4 separate regions of the Sus scrofa genome follow, and regions 2, 3 and 4 are each linked to region 1. Evidence: chromatin contacts called from public Hi-C, HiChIP or PLAC-seq and promoter capture Hi-C data. All regions are on one chromosome and are shown on one strand. Each heading gives the region's core, a stretch centred on a gene start, on an enhancer-like site or on the middle of the called end of the contact. The rest is flanking DNA. Distances are from core to core; before and after follow the strand shown.

Region 1 (3,054 bases), core at 280-2,779:
ATCTGCAGCTGTCAGCCTCTACCACAGCCACAGCAACTTAGGATCCAAGCTGCAGCTGTGACCTATACCAGAGCTTGCAGTAATGCCAGATCCTTAACCCACTGAACAAGGCCAGGGATCAAACCCACATCTTTGCAGATACTAGGCGGATTCTTAACCCGCTGAGCGACAACAAGAACTCCAAAACTGGGATTCTTGACTTTCATGTCAAGCTGGGGCTCACCACTGGAAAAAGACTGAATGTCAAAAGCTAACCCAGGTTAATTCCTATTGATTAATCATTAATGTGCTAGGGAACTGCTGAGATTAAAAATAGGAATGAATGGTTAATTTCAACTCAGCTGCTCTTTATTTCCTCATGATGACTTATTTCCACATCTTTCCAACAACTTGTTCAAAGGGGAAGGGGGTACGGGAAATTGTCTAAGAAACAGATATTAGGAAGAGGTTCTGCAGCCAGGGGGTTGGGGAGAAGTGGTATGGAGCAGATTAGCTGGCAGCCGCCCTTTGGCCTCTCAGAAAACCTTAATTTCAAAGAAACTGGTTTTGGCTCAATGTTCAGAGTTAGCTTTAAGAGACACTGAGAGAATGGTTAAAAAGCAGGCCTAAAATTATCTTAATTGAAAGTCTTATTTGGTTATGAAGAGTGTTGGCTTACTTGGGTGGAAGGGGGGGAGGAAGTCTTGTAACGAAGTACCATTTGCTCAGTTTTCTGGGAAGTGGGTGAGTTTATCTGGGTCAGGCCCTTTCACCCTCTCCATTGCAAAGAGTAAAACGCCCTAAATAGAATTGCAATTATTGTTCTGCCAGCTGTGGTTTGGACGAGTAACTCAGACTGTGCCTCAGTTGTACCCTCCCTAAAAATGGGTGCACTGACGTTCACCTCCATTCTTTGTGCACCATCTGGCCTTTCCGCCCCCGATTCCTCCATTTACTCAGGAAAATTCCTTCTGGTGCTGACTGAAATATCTTTGAAGATAGCGACGTGCCCTCTCGGGACTGACCGCCAGCAGAACTTGTCCTCACATCCAGGGCCCGGAGGGGGCGCTGCTGCGGGGGCAGTTAGCTGGTTTTAAATAAAGCATTTCTCGCGGCTGTTCCTGTGTTGCGCAACCCTGCTCAGGGTGACACCCACCGCCACCTCAGCCTGGAGGGGTTCAGGGGCGCAGGCGCAGCGCCGCCGGGATTCGAACCTTCCGGGTCCAGCTGGGTCAGAGCCGGCCCCCTGACAGTGACTGCAAGCAGGGCCGAGGGCCCGGAGTGGGCGGGGCCGGCCGGCGCCCCCTCCCCCTTTTGGCTGGGCGTTCCGGCCCCGCCCCGCCCCCGCGCCGGCCCGAGCGTCGCGCCGCTCGGCTCCGCCCCTCCATGGCCCCGCCCCCGCGACTCCCCGCAGCTCCTCCCCTCTCCCATTGGCCGAGGCGGAGACCCTCCTCTCCGCCCAATGGCCGCCGCAGCGTCTCGGCTTCCCGCGTTCTGACTGGCCAGCGACAGGCAGAGTGGCGGGGCGCGGACCAATGGGGAGAGGCGACTCGATGAATGGCTGGCCCGGGTGGGGAAGGCAGGAGGCGGCGATCCTGGCGGAGGGGGCCGTTCGCCAGCTCCGAGGCAGAAAGTGCCACGACTCCACACGCGCGCACGCAGCCAGCGAGCGGCCGGAGCGGACGGCAGACGGGGCGGGCGGCGTCGAGGTCGCGGCGCCTGCAGCTGCTCGGAAGCGGCTTTTCGGCGGAGGCTCAGCCGTCTCCTCTTTCCCGGTTTCGCGGCGGCGGCGGCGGCGGCGGCGGCTCCTGCCCTCTCGCTCTCCCTCCCGCGTCTCCCGCTGCAGGTAAGAAACTTGGCCCGGCCCTGCAGCAGTAGCTGCGGCTCGCGGGCTGGGCCGTCGGGGCGCCGAGGCTGGGGCCGGGGCCGGCCGCGCCGCGAGTGACACGTCTCCTTGGCGGCCCCTCCCCCGGCGGCGCCGCCCGCCGTCGCTATGGCCGTGGACCCTCGGGGTTGGGACAGGCCTGGGGGGGGGGGCGTGTGCTGAACCGAACCCCGTGCAGGGGCGTCGGCCGAACGCGTCCGCAGTGTGGACCCCACGCCCCTCGCCGTCGGCTGGACCTGCGGCGGCCCCGCTGCGCGACGTGGCCACCCCTCCTTCCCCGCCGGGCCGTCGGGCCGGCTGGCGCGCACCGAAGTTGGGTGAAGAAAGTTGGCGGCGGGGCGGGGCGGCCCACAGCTGGCGAAGGAAGGGGTTAAGTTTCGGGAAGCGGCCGGATGACGTTGCCGGGCTGGAGTCCGGGCTGGAGGGGGTGGGGGGGCGGGCGGAAGGCGGCGGAGGCCGGCCGGGGGGAGGGGGCGGGATTGAATGGGGGCCCCCGCCGGGTGAGAGCGCTTGGCTGCAGGCTGCGACCCGGGGGCGCGGCGGGGTCCGGGCGGCCCCGACGGGGCGGGCAGGGGACTTAGGGCTGCGGGGGACGCCGTGCGGGGACCGGGACGGTCCAGGTCCGGACGCCCGGCGGCCGCGGTGGCAACTTCCCGAAGTGCTGGAGGCGTCTCCCTGCTCCCCCTGGCGGTGGGGCCGGGGGCGCCTTTTCCCCGGCCGGGCTGCGCGAACCCAGGCGCGAGGGCTCCCGGCGCGGGGACTGGGGCACCCCGAGCCATTCCTGGCCCGCCCCTTCGCGCCACGATGAATGGACTTGCGGTGCCAGGCCCAGGCGGAAGCGGCATCTCCGGCCCGGCCGGCCAAGCACGCTGGCACCCGGCCTGGCGCCCGCCCAGGGCCGCCAGGCTCCCTGGCCGCGCCCTGGGCAGGGGAAGGCGGGATGGGGTCTGCGCTTCCAGTGAAGCATCTGGGAAGCCTTGGGGACCTCTCCCCAGATTATAGGTCGCAAATGGTAGCTCGCTGTGGTGTCAGGGTTAAAGGGAATGCGCCTCTGAAAGCCTAGCACCTTTGAGAGTGACCTCGGCCAAGCTCTTTCACTACAGTGTCCACTTCCACGTGTGAAAAACGGGACTGCCTATCTTTTCTATTTGAGAGAAAAGCTGTGACAACCCAGCACATGTAGGGAGTAG
Region 2 (3,054 bases), core at 394-2,893, 180 kb before region 1:
CTTCATCTTCTTGTCTTCCAGGAAACTCCTGCCAAGTATGAGGGCAGAAAGAGCTTGTCATTTAGGATCCGAGAGAACATCCTTTTACTAAAAAATAGTCTGCTCTCAAGGAAAATGTCACTTACTCTCTGGGCCTCCACTTTTCCATCAGCGGGATGGGACTAAGGAATTCTGCCTGTTTCCCTGGCAGAGCAAGTGGGACTTGCCACAAGCGCCCTCTGCCCATGCGGGTGGCCCTCTTTAGAGACCCAGCTCCCTCATCCCAGGAAGGTTTCTAGCTCCTACTTGAACTTGGGGTTGGCTCCTTTCCTGTTTCTTTAGCACTTTTTTTTTTCTTTTTATGGCTACACCTATGGCATATGGAAGTTCCTGGGTTGGAGATTGAACCCGTGCCTCTGCAGTGAGCTGCTGCGGTCTATTCTTAACCCTCTGGCTGCAGGGGAAACTTTTGTAGCATTCTTATAATCCTCTGTATTGCCTTCAGCCAGATGTTGCTTGGTGCCTCTGGATTCTGAGGGCTCCTTGATCTGTAGGAGGCTGTGGTTTACCCATTTTATCGGCTCAGTGCCTGGCACACAGATGGTGCTCAATAACTTCTCAATAAACAAACATTGATCATGGAATTTACGTGCCTTTGCGGTATCTAGAATACAGAGAGAGGCCCCTCCACCTCCTGCTCCATGGTGTCTGTTCTAGAGAAAAATCTCAATTCCAGTCCCTGGAAACGGCCTTCCTTTGGCCACGGTCAGTCTCCCTGGGAAGACTGGCCTCCATATTCTAATTACTCCTTTTCAGAGTTCCTGTCATGGCTCAGTGGAAACGAATCTGACCAGCATCAATGAGGATGCAGGTTTGATTCCTGGCCTTGCTCAGTGGGTCAAGGATCTAGCATTGCCATGAGCTGTGGTATAGGTTGCAGACATGGCTAGGATCTGGCGTTGCTGTGGCTGTGGTGTAGGCCAGCAGCTATAGCTCTGATTGGACCCCTAGCCTGGGAACCTCCATATGCTGCTGGTGCAGCCCTAAAAAATAAATAAATAAATAAACAAATAAATAAGACTAATTATTCCTTTTTATGCCTGTGGGAAACAAGCACTGATTTAAACCAGGCCTTTTATTTGTGTCATTTAAGTTTCACAATAACCCTGTCGAGTGGGTACTTGTTACACTCATTCCCGCTTTACAGATGGAAAGACGGGGGCCCAGAGAGATGAAGTAACTTTCCCAAAGTCACAAAGCCAACGAGCAGAGATTTGAACCCAGCCAGTCTGATGCTGGAGTGTATGCTCTTGACTGCCTGGGGACTATGACGGCTCTAAATGGATAAGGAAGAAAGCCTGGAGGGGTTGCCTGCCTGGTGAGGTGAGGGATCTTTGAGTGTGGATCCGCAGGGAAGAGGTGGCTGCAGGAGTAATTGGCGCCCGAGAGAGAGGCCTGGGGATGCCAAGGGAGAGAGGATGCCAAGGGAGAGAGGACCCCGGGGAGTGGTCAGCTGGGTGGGTGGGTGAGTGGGTGGGGCTGGGGGGGTGGGAACTGACACTTGGGGGCGGGGCTTGGTGAGCAGCCCCTCCCCTGGGCTCAGCCGGGGCTGGTGGGCAGCCGCTGGCGGGCGGGGCCGGGACCGGACCGGAAGGCTGGTTCTGCTACGTGGCTGCCTGTGGCAGGCTCTTCGGTCGCTGCCAACAAGCCTGGGGAGGGCAGGACCACGTCACCCTACGGGTTTGCTCCAGCTCGGACTATACTTTATTAAAAGAGGGATTTCAACATTGCCGGCTTCTGTGAGTGAGGCAGCGGGCACTCTCGGAGACACCAGCCACCCCCCAAGAGGGTGTCTCTACTGTGATGGATTTTTTTCTTCCTTCCTGACCCTTGAACGGCTGGCCCGGAAGATGGGCATCCCTTTGGTGAGCGGGAGTGCTCGGAGGGCCGGCCAGTTCAGCCTCTAGTGAGGACGTGTAGCTGGGAAGCTGGCTTCATGGGGAGGCTGGGCGGGGTGGGGGGAGGGAACTGGGTGTGTTTTGGTGACAATGGTATCTCCAGCACCTCTCACCGTGTACCTTGTAAATGCACACCAAATATTTAAACTGCATGACATAATGGTTCTGCAAACAGGTTCTGGAATCAGCCATGGGTTTGAACCCCAGTCCCACTACTTACCAGCTCAGTAAAGGACTTAACATCTTTAAGCATCAGCTTGCCATCTCTGAAATGGGGATAATACGTGTAAGCAGCTTCTGAAGGATGTTTTGAAGACTATATCTAATATTTATAGAGCGCTTAGTGTTACACATCATTTTTAGGGCTTTGCCTGTCTTTACGCACTGAATCCCCACAACTTTTTAAGTCTTTGTTCCCATTTTATGAGTGAGGAAAGTGACACAGAGAGGTTAAGTAAATTCCCTAAGGTCACACAGTGGGTAGGAGGCAGAGCCAGGTATCAAACTCAGGCAGTTGACTCAGAGCTGCCTCTGAAACTCACAGGGCTCAGCACAAGTGTCCGGCACATGATGAGTGTCCAGTGAAAGGGAGCCATTGGCATTTAATTAAGATACATGTGGGAGATGGATTGGAATGTCCTGGGTCTTTCTGAAAGAAGCGAGATGACGGCATCTTGTATCATTCATTGTTCACTCATTTGTTGAATCTTTATTCAGTGATGCTCCTGCAAACCTTGCCCAGATGCAGGGAGAGTGGTTGTTAAGGAAGAAATAACCTGTGGCTCATCATGCTCCTTGAAGCTGGTTTGGGGGCAAGGAGCAGAGAGCGGTTCAAGGGAATGCAAGGGAGAAGAGATTCCTCAGAGGGACCTGGACTGTGGCCTTAGGGGTCAGAGGCTGCCAGGCACTGGGCCTGCGGTCACTTCTCTGCCAGTTTGCTCCCGTTTCCCTGCAGACTGTGTCTTAGAGGCTCTGCTCCTGCAGATGCAGCAGGCAACAGACTCTGGGTTGTTATGGTAACAACCTGGGCCCCAAGTTTACATGTTCTTACCACTCCAGAGTCAGCATCCCCTGATTGTGGTTGGGTCTTTCTGAGTTTAAGTCCTGTCCCCCCACC
Region 3 (3,054 bases), core at 196-2,695, 150 kb before region 1:
GTGCTAAAAGGCTATCTGGGGGATGGGTAGAAGCCTGACATCGCCCACTCCAGACTGCGGTGGCCCAGTCAGCTGGGGTCCATGCATCACCTCTCACCCATAAGCCAGAGGTCACAAGCTCTGACCTGCGGGCCCAGCTCTCAGATGCATTTTGCTTAGGGCGCACTGTGCTGACCTGCCAGTGCCTTAAACATTTAAATCTCAGGCACTGCTTCTTTGACTGCCCACTTGTATCTCTCACAAGTGTCCTATAGTAATAAATCTATTCCTTGCCTATCAAAAAACAAAACAAAACAAACAAACCTCAGGTGATTTTTACCAGATCTCTAGGTCAGGTTTTGTTTTGTTTGTTTTTAGGGCTGCACCTGTGGCACATGGAAGTTCCCAGGCTAGGGGTAGAATCAGAGCTGCAGCTGCCAGCCTACACAACAGCCATAACCACGTGAGATCCCAGGCACATCTGCAGCCTACACCAGAGCTCAAGGCAATGCCAGATCCTTAACCTACTGAAGGAGGCCAGGGATCGAACCTGCATCCTCAGGGGTGCTAGTTGGATTCATTATGGCTGAACTACAGCAGGAACTCCTCTAGGTCAGATTTGCCATCAGAGACTCACCTTCCCCATGGCCATGACTGGTGGTGCCACAGAGCTTACCCATCCTGAGCAATTTTACCTGGTAGCCTGATGCCATAGTCCCCACTACTCCCTAGTGTGTCCCAAACATATGCGCTCTCATTTCTCTTAATAGGAGAATGAAGAGGAAAGATATCCTACTCACCTCTCAAGGCATGGCCTGAGGATGGGTCATGTGGATACAGGATGTGTCTGTATCTGAAGAATACAGTTCAAGATGCCATTAGGATGCCTCTATCGTGGTGCCTGCTGGGCCCATTGGGCATTTGGAGTTGCCCCTCCTGCTCTAAGCTTTGTGCCCCCACCAGACGCTTCCTTTTCCACCAAGATCCAGCTGCTTGGCTGCCCCTCCCCCAATCCCATTTTGTTCAGAGCAGCTGTTTTTCCCCTCCCAACTCTCCAAGTGCTGATTTCATTTCTTTCCCGACAGAAGTTTGGAGCCAGGAGGGAAATGGTTTGGCAGGAAGTCAACAAGCAATGGGAGGAAGAAGCCAGCGTGGAGAGAGCAAAGTCTCGGGCAGAGGTCTGGGATGAGGGATCTGACGGGAGCCTGGATCCGGCTCTGAAGACAGCCCCCCACCCCGCCCAGCCGGTGGCAGGAAGCCCCCCGGAGTCCAGGCAGGGCAGCAGTCTCTATGGAATTTGCTTGGTTTCCTCCGAGCTGCTCTCAACAACTTTAGCAGGGGGGTAGATCCCCAAGAGTTCCTTTTCCCAATAATTTTTCTCTCCAGTTTAGCCAGAGAGAGAGGTTTAGACAAGCTGCGGGAAGGAGGAGGGGGGCCCAGGGGCCCAGAGCACATGGGAGCACTTGTGACAGTGCTAGGGGGTGGGGCAGGAGGAAGAGACTTGAGGGATGGTGAGATTTCAGGATGACCAAAGACTAGAAAGCTGTGGTCTTTTGTAGGCAAAGGAGGCTCAGGACCAGTGGCCCCTGGGGAGGGTGGTCCAGGCAAGGGGAGCCCAGCCCCACTTGCCAGAGTCTCACATTGTCCCCCACAAACAGCCCAGCCCCCCTCTAATACTTCTCCCTGAGGTTGCCCTCCCCTTCCAACCCAGCTAAGCCAACATCTTTGACTGAGTTCTGGAAAAATTCCTTTCCCCTTAACTATGCCATAAAAGGGCTGAAAATTTCCAAAAGGAGCACTTAGCTGAGACACAGAGGGGGAAACCTGGGCGCAGAGAAATGGGCAAGGTTACAGAGTGCAGACTTCTGTGTCCAATTTGACCGCACGTCTGGGGGAAGGTTGGCTTGGTGGGCCGGGTGCAGGAGCTGCCTGTCCTCTGGAATTCTTTGACTCAGCCCAGCCTGGCGTGGAGGCCAGCAAAAGCAAGCCAATGTCTGGACAGAAATGTGGCTGGAGGGGCCTGCTTCCAGCCTGCTGGGGCATCCGTGTTTCTTAGAGGCTGTGGGCCCAGGCCCTTGTCTGGGAAGAGACTGTCCACACCCCCTCTCCACCCTGGGCTGAGCCAGCCCCCTCTCAGCAGCACCACCCTACCTCCCTGAGTCATGTCCAGGCCCTCCTTTCATGAGGAAGGCCCCAAGGTCCTTCTTCATCTTCTCTGGGACGTTCTGGCTCTTAGCTCGGGATGGCCCACCCCGCCTCTCTCCACACCCCCAATCTCCCTCTGCCTGAGCAGAGCTGCCAAAAGCACACTCACTGGGTTTCAGGCTGGCTTCACTCTGGATCTGCCATGTCCTCAAATGGGATGGCACAGACTCCCTGAGGCTCCCTGTTTCCACGCCTGCATCACCTTTGGGGTTCCCATGGAATTTGGTTTCTGATTGGTGGGACTGAACTCCTTCACGAAGAAGATATGGCTGATCTAGCCAAGTGTAAAGGCTTTAAAAAGATATTGCTTTTCAGAGTTCCTGTTGTGGCCCATCGGGTTAAGAACCTGACTAGTATCCATGAGGATGTGGGTTTGATCCCTGGCCTCGCTCAGTGGGTTAAGGATCCGGCGTTGCTGTGAGCTGTGGTGTAGGTCAGATGTGGCTCATATCCCTTGTTGTGGCATATGGAGGTTCCCAGACTAGGGGTCAAATGAGAGCTACAGCTGCCAGCCCACACCACAGACACAGCAACTCAGGATCCGAACCGCATCTGCGACCTACACCATAGCTCACAGCAACACTGGATCCTTAACCCACTGAGCGAGGCCGGGGATCAAACCCGTGTCTTCATGGATACTAGTCGGGTTCATTAACCACTGAGCCATGACGGGAACTCCAACATATATATGTTTTAAATGCAAGCTACCTACATGTTATATGTAAGGTGCATGCACACGCGCGCGCGCGCGTGCGCGCACACACACACACACACACACACACACACACGGCCTTCCCTATCTGCAGGTTCCACATCTATGGATTCAATCAATCGTAAATCAAAAATATTCCTCTCTCTTGGAATTCCTGT
Region 4 (3,054 bases), core at 265-2,764, 130 kb before region 1:
AGTGTAACTGGAACTTAGACTCTGGGCAGATCTTTGTGGAAGTGTAACTGGAACTTAGACTCTGGGCTGGGAGATGGTATGTAGGAGGTCACAGGACCAGGTGGAGCAGTTGGGAACCAGGCTGGGGGCCAGACTAGGGGCCAGGCCGTGGCCTGGGTCCGCTCTCTCTACCCTGCCTCATGCTGGAGTCGATCTCCATGGAGCCTAAGAATTCTGAATTCAAACCTGGACTCCCAGGTCTTTTGGAAGAATACAGTCCAGGTAGGGGCATGGAACATATTTTACTAAACAGCTCGTTAGCTTGATTTATAACATTTAGGTATTTGGACACATGGTGTGTGGGCTTCCATGTACAAGGGCAGACCCACCTGCACAGCTGACTGTGGCTGAGACAGGGCTGGGCCCCAGGTCTGGCTGAAGCCACGACAGCCACATGGCGTCCCTCGGAGATTATTGTCCATAGAAGAGTGGAGGTGGGGATGGACGTGCTAAGAAAGATGCAAAATGTTCATGCTTTTAGGAGAGCTGCTAATAGCCTGACCCATCTCAAACTCATTCCCAGCTTGGACTAAATGCAAGTGGCTGCATAGCTGGGCAAACTGCAAGGCTGCTGGATATAGAGACTCCAGTTGCTCGAGAATCAGGTGGTGGGACCTTCTAGAAGGGGAAGGAAGTGGCTTCAGGGCCCCATCCCGACCCCCTTAACAAGAAACTAATGATGAAGCTGAGACTAGCGGACAGCCCAGCCCTGTCCTGGGCTCAGCCCTGGCCTCCTCCAACCCAGGAGCACCATCCCCCACTGCCCGCTGCCCACTGCAGCTTCAGCTCCACACTTAGGAGTCTTTTTGCCCTGTTGCCAGCAGACAAGGGGCCTAGACGTCGCAGGTTGGGGCACAGGCCAGAGGGGCGGGTCTGGCTGGGGTGTCAGGGAGGACCATGTCTCTTGGCCAAATTGAAAAAATTCAATTTGGTTATGATTTAAAGAAAGAATCAGGAGTTCCCGTTGTGGCTCAGCAGTTAACGAACCTGACTAGAAATCCATGAAGATGTGGGTTCGATCCTGGGACTCGCTCAGTGGGTTAAGCATCCAGCGTTGCTGTGAGCTGTGGTGAAGGTCACAGACACGGCTTGGATCCAGCATTGGCTGTGGTGTAGGCTGGCGGCTACAGGTCTGATTGGACCCCCTAGCCTGGGAACTTCCATATGCCATGTGCGCAGTCCTAAAAAGAGAAAAAAAAAAAAAAAAAAAAAGAAAAAGAAAAAAAATCAAAGGGTGATGGAAGCTCGGATGTAGGAAATCATTTTCAAAGTCAGCCTGAGGGGGTACGGTTTATGCATTTGGAGCCCCGACGTTTTCCAGCTTCCGGGGAGCCTCGCGGCTGTGCTGCTCATCCTCTCTCTGGACAGAGGCGGGCTCCAGATCGTGTTTTTCCGCTCTCAGTAGGAAATTCTGAGCCCATGAGGTAAACCGTGTGGGGCTGGGTTGCTGGGGCACTGGCCCGCCAGGGACGTTTGGGGAGGAGCCTCTTTCATTGCTGACGCAGCCGCCTCCTCCGCGGACAGAGGGCCATTCTTGAGAGGCTCTGAGTTGATGCTTCTTGATTTTCTGGTCACTGTGACATAGAGGCTGGGGCCCCTCCTAATTCAGTGGGGATGCCCAGGCCTGAATGAGCAGGGGAAAGCCCACCCCATCTTGGCTGAGCTGTAGAGACCCTAATGCTTCCCCCCAGGGGAGAGAGGAGACTCGGCTGGCTGGACGGTGGCTAGGCCAGCTGTTGGCAGCATCAAATAACAGCTGGAGTGGATCTCCTTCTTTCCGTTTCCCACCCTTGGAGAGAAGCCCCTATTGGACCCAAACCAGCAAAGGCAGGGCCAGTGGTCCAGGGAGGAGCCACTGGGGGGCAAGCCCTGTTCCCAGCGAAGAGCTGGGGTGTCCCAGCACACAGTGCTTGGCTTCTGTTTGGGTTGGATGGGGAGCCAGAGTCAGACTTTCACCCCGCTGTGACATAGGGGACTCTGAGGACCTGTCACTCCTTTTCCTCTGGGGTTACAGCGGGAGCCCACCCAGGGAACATGGCCTGGGAATTCCAGCCCTGGCCTCCCAAGGGCCTGGCGGGTTTCTCCCAGCTGGCTCTCCATGAGCCATCAAGTCAAGTGATTGGAGGAGGCTGAGATGTGGGTTTATGATACAGGAAATGCTGGCAGACACCCGCTCGCCATTGTTGGGGAGGCCAGCTTAGGTCTGAGAAGCACAGATGTAGGTCAGAGCTTTTTCTATAGTTCTTGTTACCTTCAAAAGCATCTTCCATTTCTCCCTTTATTTTTCGACCAATTATTTTTACGATGGGTGTATTAGTTTCCTGGGGCTGCAATAGCAAATTGCCGAAAAACCATACACACACACATAATTTTTATTATAGTAAAATATACATAACATAATGTTTACTATTTTCCTGGGTTTTTTATACTGATTTTTATTTTTTCCATTATGGCTGACTTACAATATTTTCCTGTTTTTAAGTGGCATTCGTACACTCACATTGCTGTGCAGCCATGAGAGATGGAACAGCAAGGCTCATTCTCAGGCCTGCGGCCTTGGGCATCATTCATGGGTGAAACCCAAAGCCCAGGACCAGTATGACCCAGTCACCTTGATCAGGACCACCACCCAGCTGCTCCCCCTGCAGGCCCCACCCTGTCCTGTCACCCTGTCATCCATCCATGTTCTCCTTTTCCCTCTAGACCAATGGTTTTCAAAGTCTGGCTCCTGGACCAGCCAGACTTGTTAGAAATGCAAATTCTCAGTCTTTACTCTGGATCCAGTGGGTCGGAGGCAGGACATAGGGCTCAGCCTCTGTGTGTTTTATTGGCTGTACCCATGTCATGTGTGATAGTACCTGTGCGATAGTAGCGATCCAAGCTGCTGCAGTGACAATACCAGATCCTTAGCCCTCTGCACCACAAGGGAACTCCTCAGCATCTGCGTTTCAATAAGCTCTCTGGGCGATTCTGCCTCACACTAAAGTGTAGGAAGCACTGCTCTGGGTTTTCAGA

Evidence for each region. Promoter capture Hi-C pulls out the DNA fragments that hold promoters and counts their contacts. A called contact is a pair of places that touch in the nucleus more often than the background predicts. HiChIP or PLAC-seq counts read pairs in DNA pulled down with a chosen protein or histone mark.
Region 2: a contact with region 1 is called in a promoter capture Hi-C map of liver, with 17 times the contacts expected there. The contact joins the enhancer-like site here to the promoter of RRBP1 in region 1. A contact is called at or near these places in 2 of 5 promoter capture datasets (both in liver), 9 of 47 Hi-C or Micro-C datasets (embryonic fibroblasts, epiblast stem cells, fetal heart ventricle and 3 more) and 1 of 2 datasets of contacts at active chromatin or transcription factors (skeletal muscle).
Region 3: an H3K27ac HiChIP or PLAC-seq map of skeletal muscle shows a contact between it and region 1. The contact joins the enhancer-like site here to the promoter of RRBP1 in region 1. A contact is called at or near these places in 3 of 5 promoter capture datasets (fetal liver, fetal skeletal muscle and liver), 10 of 47 Hi-C or Micro-C datasets (alveolar macrophages, fetal liver, heart right ventricle and 5 more) and 1 of 2 datasets of contacts at active chromatin or transcription factors (skeletal muscle).
Region 4: a Hi-C map of skeletal muscle shows a contact between it and region 1, with 6 times the contacts expected there. The contact joins the enhancer-like site here to the promoter of RRBP1 in region 1. A contact is called at or near these places in 2 of 5 promoter capture datasets (both in liver), 4 of 47 Hi-C or Micro-C datasets (embryonic fibroblasts, heart right ventricle and skeletal muscle) and 1 of 2 datasets of contacts at active chromatin or transcription factors (skeletal muscle).

The regions. Positions count from the first base shown.
Region 1 is chr17:26,118,729-26,121,782 of Sscrofa11.1, reverse strand. It overlaps RRBP1 (ribosome-binding protein 1), which reads left to right and starts at 1,529. Exons shown (of 24, transcript XM_021078037.1): 1 at 1,529-1,825.
Region 2 is chr17:26,298,005-26,301,058 of Sscrofa11.1, reverse strand. No RefSeq gene overlaps it. Among named protein-coding and RNA genes, the nearest start is that of MGME1, 82 kb to the left of the region's middle. Within about 2 kb of position 1,643, at least 39 of the 83 cell types and tissues checked have an H3K27ac peak or open chromatin away from gene starts, as enhancers often do. A contact at or near this core is called in fetal liver and liver, where this site is marked.
Region 3 is chr17:26,268,737-26,271,790 of Sscrofa11.1, reverse strand. No RefSeq gene overlaps it. Among named protein-coding and RNA genes, the nearest start is that of MGME1, 110 kb to the left of the region's middle. Within about 2 kb of position 1,445, at least 39 of the 83 cell types and tissues checked have an H3K27ac peak or open chromatin away from gene starts, as enhancers often do. A contact at or near this core is called in fetal liver, fetal skeletal muscle, liver and 4 more, where this site is marked.
Region 4 is chr17:26,250,076-26,253,129 of Sscrofa11.1, reverse strand. No RefSeq gene overlaps it. Among named protein-coding and RNA genes, the nearest start is that of BANF2, 110 kb to the right of the region's middle. Within about 2 kb of position 1,514, at least 21 of the 83 cell types and tissues checked have an H3K27ac peak or open chromatin away from gene starts, as enhancers often do. A contact at or near this core is called in embryonic fibroblasts and skeletal muscle, where this site is marked.